Linked DNA regions of Ovis aries: region 1 is linked to region 2. Evidence: chromatin contacts called from public Hi-C data. All regions are on one chromosome and are shown on one strand. Each heading gives the region's core, a stretch centred on a gene start, on an enhancer-like site or on the middle of the called end of the contact. The rest is flanking DNA. Distances are from core to core; before and after follow the strand shown. Region 1 has its middle 55 kb from the start of ANO1. Region 2 holds the start of LTO1 (LTO1 maturation factor of ABCE1).

Region 1 (2,700 bases), core at 19-2,518, 200 kb after region 2:
TCTTTCTCCAGGGGATCTTCCTGACCCAGGAATTGAACCAGGGTCTCCTTCATTGCAGGCGGATTCTTTACCAGCTGAGCTACCAGGGAAGTCTCTGTATCACTAGTTTTGACCTATTTGATAATAATGTGCTTTGGAATAATTTTCTCCATGTTTTTTATGCTTGGGATTCATTGAGCTTCTTGGATCTGTGGGTTTATACTTTTTATTAGCTTTGGGGAAAATTCACTCATTGTTTATTCAAATATTTCTCCTTTATTTCCCCTCTTTCTTTGCTTTTGGGGACTCTAATTACATATATATCATACATGTGTATCATACATACAAGAACCAATACTGGTTTCACACCTAACAAAGGAGAAATGCACTTGGCTTCTAGCTGACGAGAGAGGTGGGAGAGGGGGCCTAGATCTATCCTTCTGTTATAAACATGTTCCACTGTTCTTTGCTGAACGGTGGTAATGACCCCCTCAGGCAGGGACTGGCTCCACCTGTGCCGTCCACGATGGTGGCGACTCATCCACCAGGGGCTATGGAGCTCTGAACTGTGGCAAGTTGCCTGAGATGTGCCTGAGTGTAAGTTACACGTCAGATCCTGAAGCCTCACGCTGAAAATAGGAATGCAAGATGCCTTGTTAATAATCTTGTAGTGTAGATTACATGTCTAATGACAACATTTTGGGTATAGTGGATTAAATAGAATATGTTATTAAAATTAACTCCATCTGTTTAGCTTTACTTTTAAAAATTTTATTTATTATTATTCTTTCCAACACATGTATTTTTATCTGGCTGCTCTGGCTCTTCATGGCAGCACGTGGGATCTCTGACGCAGCCTGTGAACTCGTTGCAGCTTGTGGGATCTAGTTCCTGAACCAGGGACCAAACTCTGGCCCCTTGCACTGGGACCGTGGAGCCTTAGCCACTAGATCTCCTGTGACGTCCCTCATTTTCTTTTTTTTTTTTTAATGTAGCTGGTAGAGAATTTAATATTGCCTATGTGACTCCCATCTCATTTCTATAGAAATATCCTTCCACCCCAGTCTGGAAACCAGCCAACCTCTGCCATGCTGCCTGGGCCTCGGCCAACCCCCTACCACCTGCCACCCGCAGCCAGACATTAAAAACCACAAGAACACCACGGTGGCTGTGGGGATCTGGATTCAACTCATAACTGGCTCTGAGGGGCCTGGGAGAGTAGAGTGAACTCCCGGGTGCTGGCCAGGGTCAGTAACCAGCTGGACACGTTCCCTGGCCAGGACTGAGGTGCCTAGAACCTGCTGCTGAGTCATAGGAGTGAGATATTCCTGGGCCAAGCTACAAGGAAACTCCTTCTCCGGGGCTCCCTGTTTTGGCAGCCTGGTTAATGAGTCACCTGCTGGTCGCATGCCTGGGGAACCCAGCTTGGGGGCTCCCTCACATGCCAGGGTTACCTCAGTGCCAGAGAAGGTGGGCAGGGAGTTTTTTATGTACTACTTGAAAATTTGACTTCTTCAGAAAGGAACCAAGTAAAACATAGCAATCATTTGTGTTTCCCACCCAGATTTAACCACTTCTAACAAACTTATGCAGAGTCGGACACGATTGAGCGACTGAACTGAACTGAACTGCACAGACTTATTTACCTCTAGTCTTTTGAAAAATGTATTTACTTTCCATCAAGCATAAAATGAACATATTTATTTCTTATAAAGAAGAAAGAGCCAAAGACTATATTACCAATGAAACTAAAGCACTTTCACTAAAGCACCTCCCTCACTTTCATTCAAATTCCCTCTCTCTTCCCAGATAGATCGCCATTACATATTCTGAGAATCTCTCCACTCTTTTAAAAATACCTATTGCCAACCTACAGCACTGTTTGGGGTGGATTTCCCCCTCATTTTCTCCCAAAAGCATCACACTGTGTGTGCTGTTCCTCCCAGAACAACAGCCCCTGGTGTACCTCGATGCTAGGGTTGGGGAGCAGCCAGACTCTTCCTGCCCCACTGGGGCAATCTGGCTGAGTCCACCTACCTGGACAAGGACCCACATGCTTCCCACAGGTCTAGGAATTCATCTTTCTTCCAGTACAGCCAGGCTGAGGTTCCAGGCTGCTGACACTGCATGGTTCACAGAAACAATATTTCTGTAAATTATGACGATGCAGGGATGTAATACCATGTAGCCATCAATAAGAATGAGCCAGCTCTACCTGAGCAGATGCAGAGAGCTCTCAGTGAGTCAGGAGACTCCAAGGAGCTGCAGGGCCCTGGGTGGCTCAACACTTCTGATGGCCAAGAAGAAGCGAACAGAACTTAACTCTTGAAGACAGGTCTCAGGTCAGGGCATGAGGAAAAGAGAGAATTGTTGCTTTACATTTTGTGATCGTTGGATGATTTTTTCCTAACTATATAGGCATGACTTACTTTTATTTAAGGATGATGAAATACACATCTGAAAACAGCAGCTAGGCTTCATCCAGAGGATCTGTGGGGGAACCCTTCACCTCTGGGAGGCTTTCCTCCTCAATGCTGCCTTGGGGATGAGGGGTCCCCTGTGGAGAGCCTGGCTTCCAGCAATGCTGTTCCCTCAACCTCCTCTAGGGAGAGCCCCTGAGCACCGTGCGCAGGTGTGTGCACCTGGGGACGGTAAGCCAGGTTAAGGGGGCTGGGAAACCCCGAGAAAGGCTCTCTTAGTGGAGCCAATGGAGGGGGTGGG
Region 2 (2,746 bases), core at 211-2,710:
CCAACGTCAGCTCCACCCCTCCCCGAGCCTCTGCTGTGGCAAGTCGCTGTACTTCTTGAAGCCAAACTCAGCGCTTCTACAATGAGAAAGCTGGGCTAAATCAGGGATTCCCAAACCGGGGAGAATACTGGAAACACACAGGAAAATCCCAAAGATACAAATTCAGGAGCCTTGCCCTTATCTCACTAAAGTTCAGGAATCCGCTTTTTGAAATTTCCCCAGTGACTTAGTCAGCAGCCCCAGTTCTGTGAGTCTGTAAGCTAGACTGTTTGGGCAAGAGCTTCAAAACAGACAAACGAAACTCTGCCGTCTGCACCAGGCTTTTCCATTACACCTCAGGAGCCAGGCAAGGAGAAGCGCCATCTGCTGCTGCTGCTGCTAAGTCGCTTCAGTCGTGTCCGACTCTGTGTGACCCCACAGACGGCAGCCCACCAGGCTCCCCCGTCCCTGGGATTCTCCAGGCAACAACACTGGCTGCAAAGTGTACCATGACGGCAGGGCCTGTGGTAGAATAAAGGCTCTGACTTACAGGGGCCGGCAGCGGAACTGTCACAACCCACGGGCCACCGAAGTGAAAGGGGCTGGCTGGAGCACCCGGCGAGACCAACTGCGTCATTCCCACTTATACTGGCTCCCGCCCCCGGAGCGACCTTGCCTCCCCATCTCAAAGACGGGATCTAGTCCACAAGTTGGGATAAAACAGATAACGGGGGTACAAGGCTTAGTTCAGCCTGCAGCTCACAGCAAGTTCCAAATGAACTGTCAGCGACTGATCGCTTCCTGCTCCCTCTTTCTCAGGGACGTCTATCGATGTCTCAAGCGGGCTGGGCACTGGAAGAAAGCCATCAAAGCAGCCAAGAGCTTCACCACCCCCACCCGCCGCCACCCCTGCCTTGCCACAGCCCCTAGGCGCTGCCCAGGGGCTCAGGAGGGAAAAGGATGACGCCTGACACCTTGATGAGCCTGTCCGTGAATGCGGCCGTCTGTCCTATTACTGAGGAACGAGAAAGAGGTGGGCAGCGCCCAGATGGCAGAGGTCCGCGCCACCCGAGGACGGGGCGTCCCTGGAGGGAGGCAGTCACCAGGCCGAGCAGATGCATGGGGGCAGCCCCAGAGGAGGGAGGCGGGTCCTGAGGAGCAGCTGGGCGCCTGGCGCTCGCCCGAGAAGGGGAAGTAACAGCATCCTGGGCCCTCCCGCGCCGGATGCCCCCAGGGCCCCAGTGCGCTCCCCCAGGGCCGCAGCCCAAGGCTGAGAGCCGACACGCGAGGGCTGGGGGCCCCGACCCACCCACCTCTCATCTGCCATCACGACAGCGTCGAACATGTCCTGATCCCCGGCCATGGCGGCCACCGACCAGCCTCCGCCCGTCGGGCTCCGCCGCCCCGCGATGGAGCCGCGGACACGCGAGGCCACAACTCACGGAAACCCCGGCCACTCGCGACGCCAAGTTCACTTCCGGCGGCGACCGCGCGGGGCAGGCCGGGTAACGACGGCACGCCGGAGGGCTCAGCACTCGCCGGGGCGCTCAGCACTCGCCGGGGCAGGCCCAGGGCGCTTGCGCGGCGGCGGCGGCGCTGGGCGGGGCTAGGCCGGGACGCGGCCCCTCCCCGAGGCCCCTTGCCCCGCCCCCCGGCTCGGGCCGCCAGCCTGTTGGTCGGTCCCCACCTGGAGCATCCACTTGGCCACGCGGGGCTGACCCATGATCTCACTTTCCCAAAACCAGGCAGAGGCCACCGAACTGCCAACAGCGGCTCAGAAAGGACCAGGGAAAGAAACTTGGAAAATTTATCAAAGAACCAAACGCCTCCCGGAGCTCTGGGCCCTTGGGGTTTGGGGGAAAAATGTCCCAGGAAACGCAATTCGCGGAGTGGGGACAGTACCCAGACAAGAGTGGCCGGGTCCCCCGCCGACCCCGACCCACAGCCAGGGGCCACCTTCCAGGACCAAGTCAGACTTGAGACGCCCCACCTAAAAGGCCACTGAATCCGCGATAACAGTATTCCAGGGCATTTGGGCTTTTGTTCGAGAAACAACGCAGGGCTGACCCGACGCCCCGGGAATCTGAAACAGCAGTGGGTGACAGGAACAGCCGAGGTCCTCTTAACACTCAATGAGTAACTGTTGGCATCCGTTCTTAAAACTTTAGAGTTCTTTGAAAACTGTCAATAAAAGTGTTTGTGTTTTTATTCTTGCGGTTGTTTTTAAAGCAAAAGCAGAAAGGGGAAGTGTTGGTCGCTCAGTCGTGTTTGATTCTTTGCCACCCCATGGACCATAGACTGCCAGGCTCCTCTGTCCATGGGATTCTCCAGGGCAAGCATATTGGAGTGGGTTGGTATTCCCTTCTCCAGGGGAATCTTCCCAATCTAGGGACCGAACCCAGATCTCCTGCATTGCCGGCAGGTTCTTGACCATCTGAGCCAGGAGGGAAGCCCCAGTAAAAGTAGTGAGTGAAAGTGGCTCAGTCACGTCCGACTCTGTGCAACCCCACTGACGACACAGACCATGGCGTTCTTCAGGCCAGAATACTGGAGACGATCAACTCAGGGATCGAACCCCCATCTCCCACTTTGCAGGTGGATTCTTTACCAGCTGAGCCACAAGTAAAAGTAGACCTATTCATAATTCAGGCAGAGAGTCAAGAATCAGCACAAAAGGATTTGTAATTAACAACCCCCAGAGCCCTCTGTCCAGCTGAAGGCATCCCCCCTTAAAAAAAAAAAAAAAAGCTTCTAGTGTTAGTCCTCC

Evidence for each region. Hi-C and Micro-C count contacts between places; a contact is called where the count stands out from the background.
Region 1: a contact with region 2 is called in a Hi-C map of mesenteric adipose tissue, with 4 times the contacts expected there. The contact joins the enhancer-like site here to the promoter of LTO1 in region 2. A contact is called at or near these places in 7 of 16 Hi-C or Micro-C datasets (blood, hypothalamus, liver and 4 more).

What each region holds. Positions count from the first base shown.
Region 1 is chr21:43,509,058-43,511,757 of ARS-UI_Ramb_v3.0, forward strand. No RefSeq gene overlaps it. Among named protein-coding and RNA genes, the nearest start is that of ANO1, 55 kb to the right of the region's middle. Within about 2 kb of position 1,269, at least 3 of the 54 cell types and tissues checked have an H3K27ac peak or open chromatin away from gene starts, as enhancers often do. A contact at or near this core is called in liver, where this site is marked.
Region 2 is chr21:43,308,737-43,311,482 of ARS-UI_Ramb_v3.0, forward strand. It overlaps LTO1 (LTO1 maturation factor of ABCE1), which reads right to left and starts at 1,461. Exons shown (of 5, transcript XM_004019731.6): 1 at 1,293-1,461. The coding sequence starts at 1,342. LOC132658381 (a long non-coding RNA gene) reads right to left here and starts at 947. Exons shown (of 2, transcript XR_009597960.1): 1 at 743-947; 2 at 208-501.